Regions from separate parts of the Hordeum vulgare genome. Here region 1 is linked to region 2. A link is a contact called in public Hi-C data. All regions are on one chromosome and are shown on one strand. The core of a region is the stretch at or near the end of the contact, and the rest is flanking DNA. Distances in the headings are between cores, read along the strand shown.

Region 1 (6,198 bases), core at 2,685-5,184, 35 kb after region 2:
TAACCCATTGTATAAGGGGTTTCCTGCATATATTCCACACTTGTACATGTATATATATCAGCCTATGGCCTCATGGGAATACAAGTTGCATATTTCCTAACAGTATTCACCTCCAGTGAGCCAATCTGGAGGGACAGGGCATGAGAGAAAGGATAGGAGACAAACAACACACCCACTGGTATCCTTCCAACCTCACTGACATATTGGAGCAAACTGCAGGTTCTTAGAGGTCACAACTATTAAGAGCATGGTTAATAGTATAGCCAACTGCTGGCTATAAGCAATTTTATAGCCCGTCTTATAGCTAGCTTGTACAATAGTTAGCTATAAAAGAGTACTACTTTTATCATATATGGCCCACCTTTCATCCTCACAAAGCACCTAGGAGCACGTGCTAGAGCTGGCTCTTCACAAAGAGCCCGCTTCTCTTCTCTCTCCTCTTCTTTCTCATCCAACTCAGCAAAAATATAGTATTTTAATCCTTACAGCCTGCTGACTGTACCTTATTGTACTTGCTCTAAGGAGTATAAGTATTGGTCTAGGTCTCCTTACGTGTTAGTATTAGTCTAGATTTCCTTACCTGTACTCCAAGTTCATTGTAATATATATTCATCCGTCGGCTATGCAACACAGATAAGTTGCTCTGCATGGTATCATGAGCCCAGGTTTAGGGTTTTTTCTGGACACCGCAACTGGTCCTTATCTCTCCTGATCGAGTTCTCTCCCTCTCGGTCTCCATCTTATCGAATATCAGTCTCCAATTTTATCAATAATTCTGATATATTTTTCCCGTCATACATCCTTGATAGATCGATCTGGTATTACTTCCTGATTGATTCATTTGGTCGTGCTTTCAATCTCATAGCTAAGATCCATCTCGCGGCCACATCTCAAATGCGCCCAGCTTTGGGCTGCCAGCTCTTGCCAACCAACTGCATGTCGTCTCGCTCGGCCGATGTCTAGATTGAGGCCCCCGTGGGAACCGCTCGCTCGAGCCTTCCTTGTCTGGCAGTTCCCCGACAAAGCCTTTCTGGTCCTGGTCCTTTTTAAACAATTTTTGTGGCCTTTCTGGTCCTAGTGGTTTTTTTATAAGATTTATGTAGTCTCCTTTTGCATTGCCATTGATTTACGTTAATTCTCTTGCTGCCGAGTTTCTTTATCCGCTGATTTCCTATGTTATGATCTTTGGCATTCTTGTTCTATCACATTTTTGCTTGACTCAACAGGTTTTTGAAGACTCCATGCTATAATGACAGTACCAAGACAAGGATTTGGATTTTCATTATTTCTTTGTCTTATACTTCTTCAAATTCAATGTTGTTGCATATGCTTTGCATTTGAGAGGGGGGGTACGAAGTATTAGTACTATTAAGATTTGGCTAGGCCTCCTTACGCATTTGTATTAGTCTAAATTTCCTTACTTGTAGTCCAACTCCCTTCTAATATGTATTCATCCACAAGTTGCTCCTCAGACAACGACGAGTAATGAGAGCTGGACAGTGCAATATTATTGGTCTAGACCTGATGTGAGGTGTTTAATCTTGCAAAAACTGTTGTAAAGTGACACAAATGGCAATCTACATGGGGTGCAATTTAAGGGATGACGATGCAAATAACAGGTATTGTGTGACGTATAGTTGCAATGCGAACACTAAACAGTACTAACACAACATGTGAACTAGTCATGTTCTGTAGCATTTTCCTAGCCATTAGTAATTTAAAATTCTAACCTAACTATAATTGCCACTTTTAAAGGCACAATGAGTTCAACAAAAGCTTAAAACATGCATAATTAGCGATAAAGAGTATTTTTAAGTAAATCACTTCAAACAAACTGAAAGGGCAAGGCTTTCCTACGATGCATGTGTATTATTATTGGAAATGCATGAGGGCACAAGAGAATTTTATGTCAGCTGCGAGTCATAACCAAGTGTGATATTGCATTTAATTTCATATCAGAAAAATTAAGCTCATTATCCAGATGCTTGAAGCTCACTGGAGCATTAGATTGAAGATTCATCTTATCAACCATAGATTTGTTCAGAGTACTAGAGGTTTAAGTAGGCCAAATTTGTCAGCAATATTTGGGAGCAGTAAAAACACATGAATAGTTCAATGGAAGGACATATAATAACGATAGAGAGAGAGAGAGAGAGAGAGAGAGTGAGTGGGTGAGGGAGAGAGAGAGAGTATTACCTTGTAGATTACATAGTTAATGATGTGTTCCAACACTTTTCTAGTCTCTGTAGGAGTTAACCGAACAAAAACTAATGTCTGCATAGGAGAAAACATATGTAAGTCTCAGACTGCTGTATCAGAGAAAGAACAAGGTGAGTGTTGAATTTACAGCCAAGCTACAGCACCCAGGGATATTTTATATTACTGGAGATTACGACTCCCTTTGTACTAAATCAGCGACAATTAATATGGATTGGAGGGAGTAATAGACAATTCTGAATGCTATGGTAAGATCTAATATGCTTTGAGCTTAATTTGTGAAAGGCGCCAAGAGAAGGTAGATATGGCCAGATAACAACAGTTGCTACTTTCAAAGAATGATCATGGTCTGTTCATTTATCTTTCCTGCTTTTTGGAACACTGGGTGGCCATCGCCATAGTACCTACCATCATTTTATTTTGTTCCGTAATAGATCTAATCTTGATTTCTCCTTTAAAACTGAACTTTAAGGAAAATAGCCAAGGTGTTTATGTAGTAAGCTAGAGTTTCCAGCATAGAATATGCCTTGGTTGAGCTTTATGATTAAGATTCAAGATTATAACCCTGTTTTAGATGTCTCATATTGCACAGTGTGAATTTGAAGAAACTCAGTTACAACTCAGTCAGACAAACATAAATTCCAAAAGGATAACTTCATAGAAATAATTAGGAATACCATTAAGATTGGGTTATTCGGTAGTTTCATTGGGTTCCAGCGTCATAAGCCCGCCACTACTGTTCGTTTAGCCAAGAAACCTAGCGATGTAAATAACTAAAACTCAGCAAGTCAGCAAATGCAAAATACATATGGGCTTGGCATCTAAGACCGTATATTTTAATAGAACGATTCCACTAGTATTATCAGCATAGCACAAAGTAAAATGCATTTAGTATCGTCAGCTTACATGACGACTAAACAACTCACAAACAAATGAATCTTGAGGACAGCCTCAACTAAGCATATCACAGCATCAACCCAGCTCTTGCAAGACCAGCACTTCGATTAGAGAAAAAACTTATCACACATTTCCCAGTCCCAACTATCGACATCAAATACATGGGGTAAATGAAATGAGGACGAGTGGCAAGCCTTTCTAACAAAATGCACCCCCAACAAAATTGCAGCTCGATGACCATAACATCAGGAATATGGCGCAGGTTGCTATCGCGATTAGCCACCAGAAACGCAACCGACCATAATGAGCTTGATCGATTGCGTACACCGCAGCGATGGAACCCAGTATCCGTGGCGGCATTAACGAGCCCGGAAAACTATCCCCGAATTGATAAACAATCCTACCCTGAGCCGATTAACCAATCACCTTAAGAGCTAGGACGAGGACGAGGAACACGTGTGCCGCCAGATTCGCTAAGAGCGCAACGGTCACGTGCGATCGCAGCACGGTCTTAAGCCAGTCCCCGCCGCCGACATCCCCGTCCCGCGGAGCGTCGAGGAAGGACGCCGCCCACCACTGCAGCGCGGCGGCGCTGGCCGCCGTGGATGCGGCGGCCACGTATAGGCAGTTCACGGCCATGCGTCGCGCTGGCGCATCGGCTGAGCCAAATCCTAACCTGGGCGAGAGCCTACTTGGTTCGGCGCGGGGAATCGGAGCTTGGGGCTGGGGAGAATCCGACGCCGGCTTTATTCGCGCGGGGACGGGGGAGAGGAGGGGAGACGACCACCAGACGAGAGCGACGCGAGGAAGGCGATGAGAAGGGGAGGGACAATATTATTACTTTATTAGTACTTCATTTGATTAGAAATAATATTTGAATTAATGTTGAGGCTGCTCATAATGGGGAGTAAATATAGCATTATCATGCATATGTTAGGCTGACCATAGTGAAGGTGTCATAGCTAGTAACATAGTCTTGAAACTAGCAAACATGATAATGTGGCAAGTAATTAAAGAAGGGAGAGACGGTTATAGTAACATAGTTAGATACCGTATCATGTTAAATGATATGCTACTATGTGTCATGATACTATACATTATGAAGGTAGTATCATATAATAGTAACATATGCATGATATTATTATATGTTACTCCCCACTATGAGCAGCCTTACTATTGTAAACTAGTGTTCATAAGTGTTCTCATTTATTGACATGCATGACACATAGTAGCATAGCATTTAACATGATACGGTATCTACCTATGTTACTATAAGAGCAAGTACAATAAGGTACATTCAGCAGGCTGTAAGGATTAAAATACTATATTTTTGTTGAGTTGGATGAGAGAGAAGAGGAGAGAGAAGGGAAGCGGGCTCTTCGTGAAGAGCCAGCTCTAGCACGTGCTCCTAGGTGCTTTGTGAGAACGAAAGATGGGCCATATATGATAAAAGTAGTATTCTTTTATAGCTAACTATTGTACAACCTAGCTATAAGATGGGCTATAAGATGGCTTATAGCCAGCAGTTGGCTATACTATTAACCATGCTCTAACTCTCTCTCTCTCTTATTTAATTACTTGTCACATCATCATGTTTGCTAGTCACAAGACTATGTTGCTAGCTATGATACCCCCACTATGGCCAGCCTAATGTCGTTGGAAGTAATATTATTACTTTATGAGCGATGTTATGCGTCCGTCGGCCGATCGCTAGCAGACGATTATCCTAACTTTTACAACATAGATTATGTTGCATAATTTTTTGCAAGAAAGATTATGTTAAAAAAACACATGTAGAATTTTTTTTGCAACAGAATTTGTGATAGAATATTTTCTGCAGCAAAGGTCATGTTGCGGAAACATATGTAGATTTTCTTTTGCAATAGAGTTTGTTATAGAATATTTCTGCAACAAAGATCGTGTTGCGGAAATATCTGTAAAGTTTTTTTACATAAGAGTTTGTTATAGAATATTTTCGGCAACAAAAATCATGTTGCGGAAACATCTTTATAGTTTTTTGCCACAAAAGGTCATATTATAGTTTTTTGCAACAGAGATCATGTTGCGGAAATGTCTGTATGATCTTTGTACTTCACTTTTCATTAACATAAGTGTTGTTGCGGAAAAAACTTTTGCGACATAGATGAGATTGTAGAAAAAATCAGTAAAAATGAAGTTACAGAAACGTTGACGTCGTTGCCAACAACACGGTCGTTCACGTCGTTGCCGCGAACCACAAGGCCATCCACCTCTGAGCTCCCGGCTCGAGTGCCACCAATCCCCGTCGTCGGTCTCGTCGGCCGATGAGCTCGCATGCTACCTCCATAGTGCTTGTTGTTGTGATGTCCATCAAAGACTTTGCGTGGGCATGCATGCTCGCATGCTACCTCCGTGGTCGTGGCTGCTCGACAAGGGTTGGAGCTACTCGTGGGTGTCTCTATGGCAGCTAATATCTCCGAGCATGCAGTGTATGAAGGAGGATTGATGATTGGGGAAGAAAGGAAGAAGGTATAGCGAAAAATTGTGGATGGAAGCAACCGGATGAGAAGATAAGGCAGCATGTCAAGCGGTCCAGGCCCATCGGGACACGCGTCGCTCGTGGGAGATGGCGGACGCGCGAGAGAAAATCCGCCAACTAATGTTGAGCGTTTTCCTTACTTTATTAGTAGATTAGATTGGATTAGATTAATTTGCACTTTATTTGATAGAAAATGTATGTGTTTTATCCCATTTGAAGTGTAATGTTTTTTGTAAACGACGAAGATGCCGGAGGCATCCGGTTTTAAATTAATAAAGCCACAACAGGCAGGGTATACAAGTCCTGACATAAACCGATCGAACAAAATAGAGATCATCAATAACTAGACTATTACATCAGCAAGTATCAAGCAAGAAGCACAAGGCTAAAATAATAAACACCAAAAAGGCTGACCACCTCCTCTAGGTAGCCGTCCCAGAAGCTCTAAGAGTGTCGTTGATGTTGTGAAGTCTCTGAATTGGCAACTCGAGGCCCTTAGAGTCCTGACGCCTTGCCAATGAACTCCAGTGTTGCAGGAAGATAAGACATTTAAGAGTAATGTCAGT
Region 2 (6,091 bases), core at 2,284-4,783:
CGCCCCGTCTGGCTCATCTTCGCTGCCGCCCAGCTCTCCACGTCATCTCCGTTGTCGCCCAGCTCGCCATGTCTGCAGGTCAACGCATGCAGATCCAGCAGCCGCCTCTTAGGCTCTCCGTCGTCGCCTTATTGGATCTCAGACGCCTTACCTGCATTGACTGCGTATGCCGTTCCAATCCGTCCGCCCGCAAGATCAACGCGCGTGCTGCCCAATCTGCAAGTCTGTGCGCAGCCATGCAGATGTGCTGCTCTCCTACTGCTCACATGTGTAGCCTATGCCTAGCACGTGGCTGCTGCCCTCCATCCAACGTGTATGTGCTTGTTGCTGCTATTGCTACGCCCTCATTTGCCTGGTGCTCCTCTTTGCTGCTCCTTTGTCAACATCTCATTTACAGTCTGCTTTCACGATGGCTTTTGCATCTTCGTCTAGTATATGCTTCCTAGCTCTTTAGTTTTTTATATTTTTTGCTGCGTTCATCAAATCCGTTGATATTTTTTGCTTCTCATGCCATGCGAGTCCACCATATCATTGTCCGTCAGCCTTTCTCCCGTCCTGATCCTTTCTATACAACTTTTGTGGCCTACTTGCCCTTGTTGTTTTCCATAGGATTTTCTAGACTCCTTTTGCATTGTCGATCTACGCCCATCGCGCCTTAACCGCCGAGCTTCTTTCGTCGTCGGTTGTCATGGACTATGATTTTCTGCACAATGCTTTATTCTCTTTGCATTGTTGATCTAAGCCTATTCTCTTGCCGTCGAGCTTCTTTCGCCGTCGGTTTTCATGGGCAATGATTCTTTAAGCAATGCTTCATTCTCTTGATGTGTCATCTTTCTTTGACAACCCATCTTCTCTTGATACTTATGTTGTATCTTCAACCCATCTTCCTCTGATGTGCCATCTCTTCGTTATACCCTTTGGCGACTCGACAGGTTTTGAAGACTCTTCATGCTACGACCACTCTCAAGACACGGATTTGGATTACCATTTTTTCTAGTATTACACTTCTTCAAATGCAATGTTGTTGCATACGCTTTGCATTTGAGGGGGGTGTTAGGAAGTATTAGTATTGGTGTAGGAGTCCTATTAGTCTATGTTTACTTTCCTTGCACCTCAGATCTTCTGTAATATATATATGCCCCTTGGGCCTTCAATAAAGATAAGTTGCTTTCCTAACACAGTGGAGCAACCACACTAAAGCAGAAGCAACATGGGAGCGTGAAGACTACCTCAGATCCGAGTTTCCTTCTCTTTTTAGCGCCTAGCCTAGGAATCTCGGGGACGAGATTCTTGTAAGGGGGATAGGTTATCACACCCTGTGTTTGTACCAATTTTGCCACGTGTTGTTTTTATAAAAATTGGGACCAATTAAAACTTTTTGCATGTTTGTGATGATTGATTTTGTTGCAACTTGCTTGTGTGACTGATTGAGTTTTTGAATCACTATAGTTGTTCTTCTCTCTAAAACCTACCTCCTTGACCCCAAGCCCTTGCCCAATGATCATGCCATGTGAATGAACCTAGAAAACCATTTTTCTAAATTATTATTTTTATAAAAGGCATTTAATCATTTCAAATTCTCCAAAACCCCTGATTCACCAAAGACTTTATTTGAACCCCATTATTCAAAAGACTTACCAAAACCACAACGTAACTATTTTTAAAGTTATTTTCCTATTTTATATAAATACATTTTTTGAGGCTAGAAATGTTATTTCATATGGAAAAATTATTTTCTTGCTTCAAAAATATTTGAGAAAATTTAGGGAAACACAATGTACATATATTTTCCATACATAAGAGTTTCAACACATGGTCATGTTCAAAATATTGGACAAAACCCCTCAAAACCCTTTCTGCCTATTTCAGGCTTTTGAAATATTTCCATAGGAACTATTCTCAATAAATTTCAGGAAAATTCTAGTAAGTCATAGGTGGCGATCCTGCAAAGTTTCATCTCAATTCAAGTTGATTTGATCCACCTATTAATCCCAAAACTCTTTCTATCCAGAACAAAATTTGAGCAACTTTACATTGCCAAGTTTATCCAATTGATCCCAAATTTTACAAGAGTAGCATCCTTATTTGGGGGCTGGATCACTCTTGTAAAGTTTGGGATCAATTGGATAAACTTGGCAATGTAAAGTTGCTCAAATTTTGTACTGAACAGAAAGAGCTTTGGGAATAATAGGTGGATCAAATCAACTTGAATTGAGATGAAACTTTGCAGGATCACCGCCTTTATCATGTATGACTTGCTAGAATTTTCCTGAAATTTATTGAGAATAGTTCCTATGAAAATATTTCAAAAGACTGAAATAGGCAGAAAGGGTTTTAAGGGTTTTGTCCAATATTTTGAACATGACCATGTGTTAAAACTCTTATGTATGAAAAATATATGTCCAATGTGTTTCCCTAAAAAATTTCAAATATTTTTGAAGCAAGAAAATAATTTTTCCCTATGAAATACCATTTCTAGCCTAAAAAAAAGGTATTTATATAAAATAGGAAAATAACTTTAAAAATAGTTACGTTATGGTTTTGGGAAGTCTTTTGAATAATAGGGTTCAAATAAAGTCTTTGGTGTAAAACATCCCCCCTAAATTGGGGACTTGCAGTACAAATCCCAATCAGGAGTTTTGAAGAATTTGAAATGATTAAATGTATTTTATAAAAATAATAATTTAGAAAAATGGTTTTCTGGTTTCATTCACATGGCATGATCATTGGGCAAGGGGTTGGGGTCAAGGAGGTAGGTTTTAGAGAGAAGAACAACTATAGTGATTCAAAAACTCAATCAGTCACACAAGCACCAAGTTGTATATTTGTGGGAGTTGATTTGATCACCTTGGTCCATAGAAATCTGATTATGTCCATTTCTAGGGTTTTTCATGTCTACATTGTCAACTTTGTTCAAATGAGCTCAAACTTGGTGAATCCTACTGATTTTGCCCATCATTTAATCCTGTTAAATCTCACTGCAAGTGGTGAGGTTTATCTTGCTCAAACCAGCATCAAACACCTTAGTGATTTGGTAAAACTGCTACTTTCACCTCTGACACTATTCTCCTTCACTCCAAATTTTTACCACAAGCCCACAGAGTTACTCTTCACCTGCAGCAGGGAGATCCAGCTCTGGTTCAATGTTAGGAGACCACAATTAAGCCACTCTCTTCACCTACAGCAGGGAGATCCAGCTCTGGTTCAATGTTAGGAGACCACAATTAAGCCCCTGATTCACCCTCGCAGAGACTTTCTTCCCCTCTTCCTTTGACCACAGCCTCCCTCCTCTGCTCCAAAGCATCCAAGGGGCATCTCCACATCCCCCAGACACTAGAGGACAAGGTGGGACGCGCCAGAGCGCGCCAGCAGCAGCATGTCATGTCATGCCAAAACTGCGCTCTGGACGCGCTACAGTGCGGATGCACACTGTGGGAGGCCACCCCCGACCAGCTTTGGACCCCTCCGGCTGTCCCCCGAGGCCCCCTTGACGGCAAAGGCCCTGCGTCATGTCGTGCCCCTCCTTTCTCCCTTCTCCTCCCCCCTACAACTCTTGCCCCCGGCCGGCTGATTCGGTCAGATGGCGCCCACCACCATGGCACGCCAGGAGCCAGCTCCCGCTCCTCCTCGTTCCCTTTCCAACCCCAGACTGCGTCCCCAAGTCCCCTCTCCCCCCCTGGCCATCGCCACGGTCTCGCCGGCACACGAGCTTTCGGTGAACCGTCCCCCCTCTATATAACGACACCCCGAGCCTCCCTCTCCCTCCCTTCGACCTCCTGGTACTCCTAATCGCACCCCTGAGCCACCCACTCATCGCCAGGAGCCCCCAAGCTCGAGATCGAGCTCGGGATCCGCCGCATCAGGATTCCGGTAATCCCTGGGTACAAGACCGCTTCGGCTTTCATTTCTTGGCATGATGGGTGAACATGGGTTGTGCAGCCCTCAGTTGATATTGAAATCTATAAACCGGTTGCGTGGTTACCACTTGCCTTATGATGCATGCCGTACGAGAAGTTGATCATGTTATTGCACTAGGGAAAACTCTGCTTTCCTCAAAATAGCATACTAGTGTTATATCATGCTTCATTATTGCCTTTTTCCATATCATGGGTTGCTTGCGAGTATATTCAAAGTACTCATTGGCTTGCCACTACTTATTTAATTAGCCAGGCATGGAAGAGCAAAAACTTGGAGAAGAGTTCGTCGGTGACGAACATGCGAACTAGGACGCTTCCCAGTCAGAATGCCAATAGGTTCAGGCAGATGGCATGGGTTCATGCTTCCAATCAAGATATCCGTTGTTAGTTGTGTTTGGTGTGTCGGCCTTCAAGATCCTACCTATGTAAGACTTGGCCTTAATGGTCCTTAATTGTATCAGACGGTATGTATGGATGTAAGACTCTTGTCATTCAGCTTCTGTGTGTTCAGTGAGCATTGATCTCTGGGATCACTATACACGTGCATTCGGTTATCATGACTTACAAATCGGGGTCCCCACAGTGATAGACCTTCCAAGCGACATGGGTATATCCGACACTTCCAATATTGCGGATATATCCAACACTTTCAATGTTGCGGACTTGACTCACTACCATCCAGAAGAAGCACTCTATGAAGATAACTCGAGGGCGAGTTCCAAACAACCAGGGGACAATGATGAGGAACAATAGATGAAAATAATAATAATATGTCAGATTTGTTTGGCCACTTCTAGATACTTCCACTCTAGTGTAGTATTTGTTTTCTTTTCTTTACACTACCTACTGTTTTCTAGAGTCTTCTAGTTATGAGTAGCTATGAGTAGAATGATGAATGTTAAGTGATGTTTTCTGGAATGTTCTAGCCATAAGTAGAAGTATTTGAAGGCTTCCTCGAAGCCCTATAAATAGAGGTCCTCGCCTCTAGTTTGTAACCGGACTACGTACCCACTATCTAAATAGAACTTTTTGTTCCTATCTAAGATCTTGGACTAGATCTTGTGCTCTAGTAGTTTTGGATTGAACTCCTGCTGCCATATTGGCCTCCACTCGCCTCTAGAGTGATATCTAGCGCAGCACGTTGAGTAGTTTCTTCAACACTTGTGTTGTACACATTGTAGCAGCAAGGTGGGGTTGTTCCTCCACAACCTTGTGCTGCTTCAGAAATGATGCCATGTCAGCTTATGAAAAAGTTCTTGGAATTATAGAAGCTCTAAAGAGATACAGAAACTACTTGTGGAGCAATACACTGGTAATCAGGACAGGTCAACAAAGCCTAAAGTATATCACAGAGCAAAGGATCACGTAAGGTATACAGCACAAGCTCATGTTCAAACTTCTGGAATTTGACTTCACTATGGAGTACAAAAAAGGAAAAGAAAAAACATTGTAGCTGATGCACTGTCCAGAATGTATCAGTAGCTAAGTGGATAACAGAAGTCACTGCTTATCACAAGGATGAGCAAGATCTTTTAGAGCAACTCCTCAATTCCCCTGCTACTGATACTAATGCTTATTCTCAACATGCTGGTGTTTTGAGATAAAGGGGGGATTTTCATTGGCAATGATTTAGCACTAGAAACAAGGCTCGTACAAGCTCTCCATTCTTCTGCTGTTGGGGGACATTCTGTTAGACCTTTCAGCCTGAGCATTGATAGTTGTGGATGACACTAGGAGAGTTGGGACAATTTTCGTTGGTTTATTTCTCACACAATGCCATGCCAACCTCAAGGGTTGGGGATACATATTTATAGGCTGCTAGCAAGCCAAGCATATGCTAAGATGCTAGTCTAAGATGCTGCTAAGATGCTAGTCTAAGATGCTGCTAAGATGCTAGTCTAAGATGCTATCCTAACTGACAGTCCTTGATGGTCAAGGATTCTATCCTAACAGCCACAAGGACCATGTGCTGCAGCCCCACAAAGGACTATGTGCTGCAGCCCCACAAAGACCATAGTACATAGACTTATCCATCATTCTCCTCCTAAGTCTTGTACCTCGTCTTGTGGGAGAGTCGAATCATCCCAATCCTGGAGCAGAGTTCGAGGAACTTGATCCTCCCAAGAGGCTTGGTGAGCAGGTCTGCGAGCTGGTCCGTGGTGTTGATGTAGCTC

What was found. Hi-C and Micro-C count contacts between places; a contact is called where the count stands out from the background.
Region 1: a contact with region 2 is called in a Hi-C map of an unstated tissue, with 3 times the contacts expected there. The contact joins the promoter of LOC123426085 here to the enhancer-like site in region 2. A contact is called at or near these places in 4 of 6 Hi-C or Micro-C datasets (leaf, seedling and an unstated tissue).

Annotation. Positions count from the first base shown.
Region 1 is chr2H:279,829,884-279,836,081 of MorexV3_pseudomolecules_assembly, forward strand. It overlaps LOC123426085 (E3 ubiquitin protein ligase RIN2-like), which reads right to left and starts at 3,935. Exons shown (of 12, transcript XM_045109861.1): 1 at 3,541-3,935; 2 at 2,197-2,274. The coding sequence starts at 3,753.
Region 2 is chr2H:279,794,813-279,800,903 of MorexV3_pseudomolecules_assembly, forward strand. The region is part of intron 4 of LOC123426085 (E3 ubiquitin protein ligase RIN2-like); the gene reads right to left. Among protein-coding and RNA genes, the nearest start is that of LOC123426086, 30 kb to the right of the region's middle. Within about 2 kb of position 3,534, at least 1 of the 3 cell types and tissues checked has open chromatin away from gene starts, as enhancers often do. A contact at or near this core is called in seedling, where this site is marked.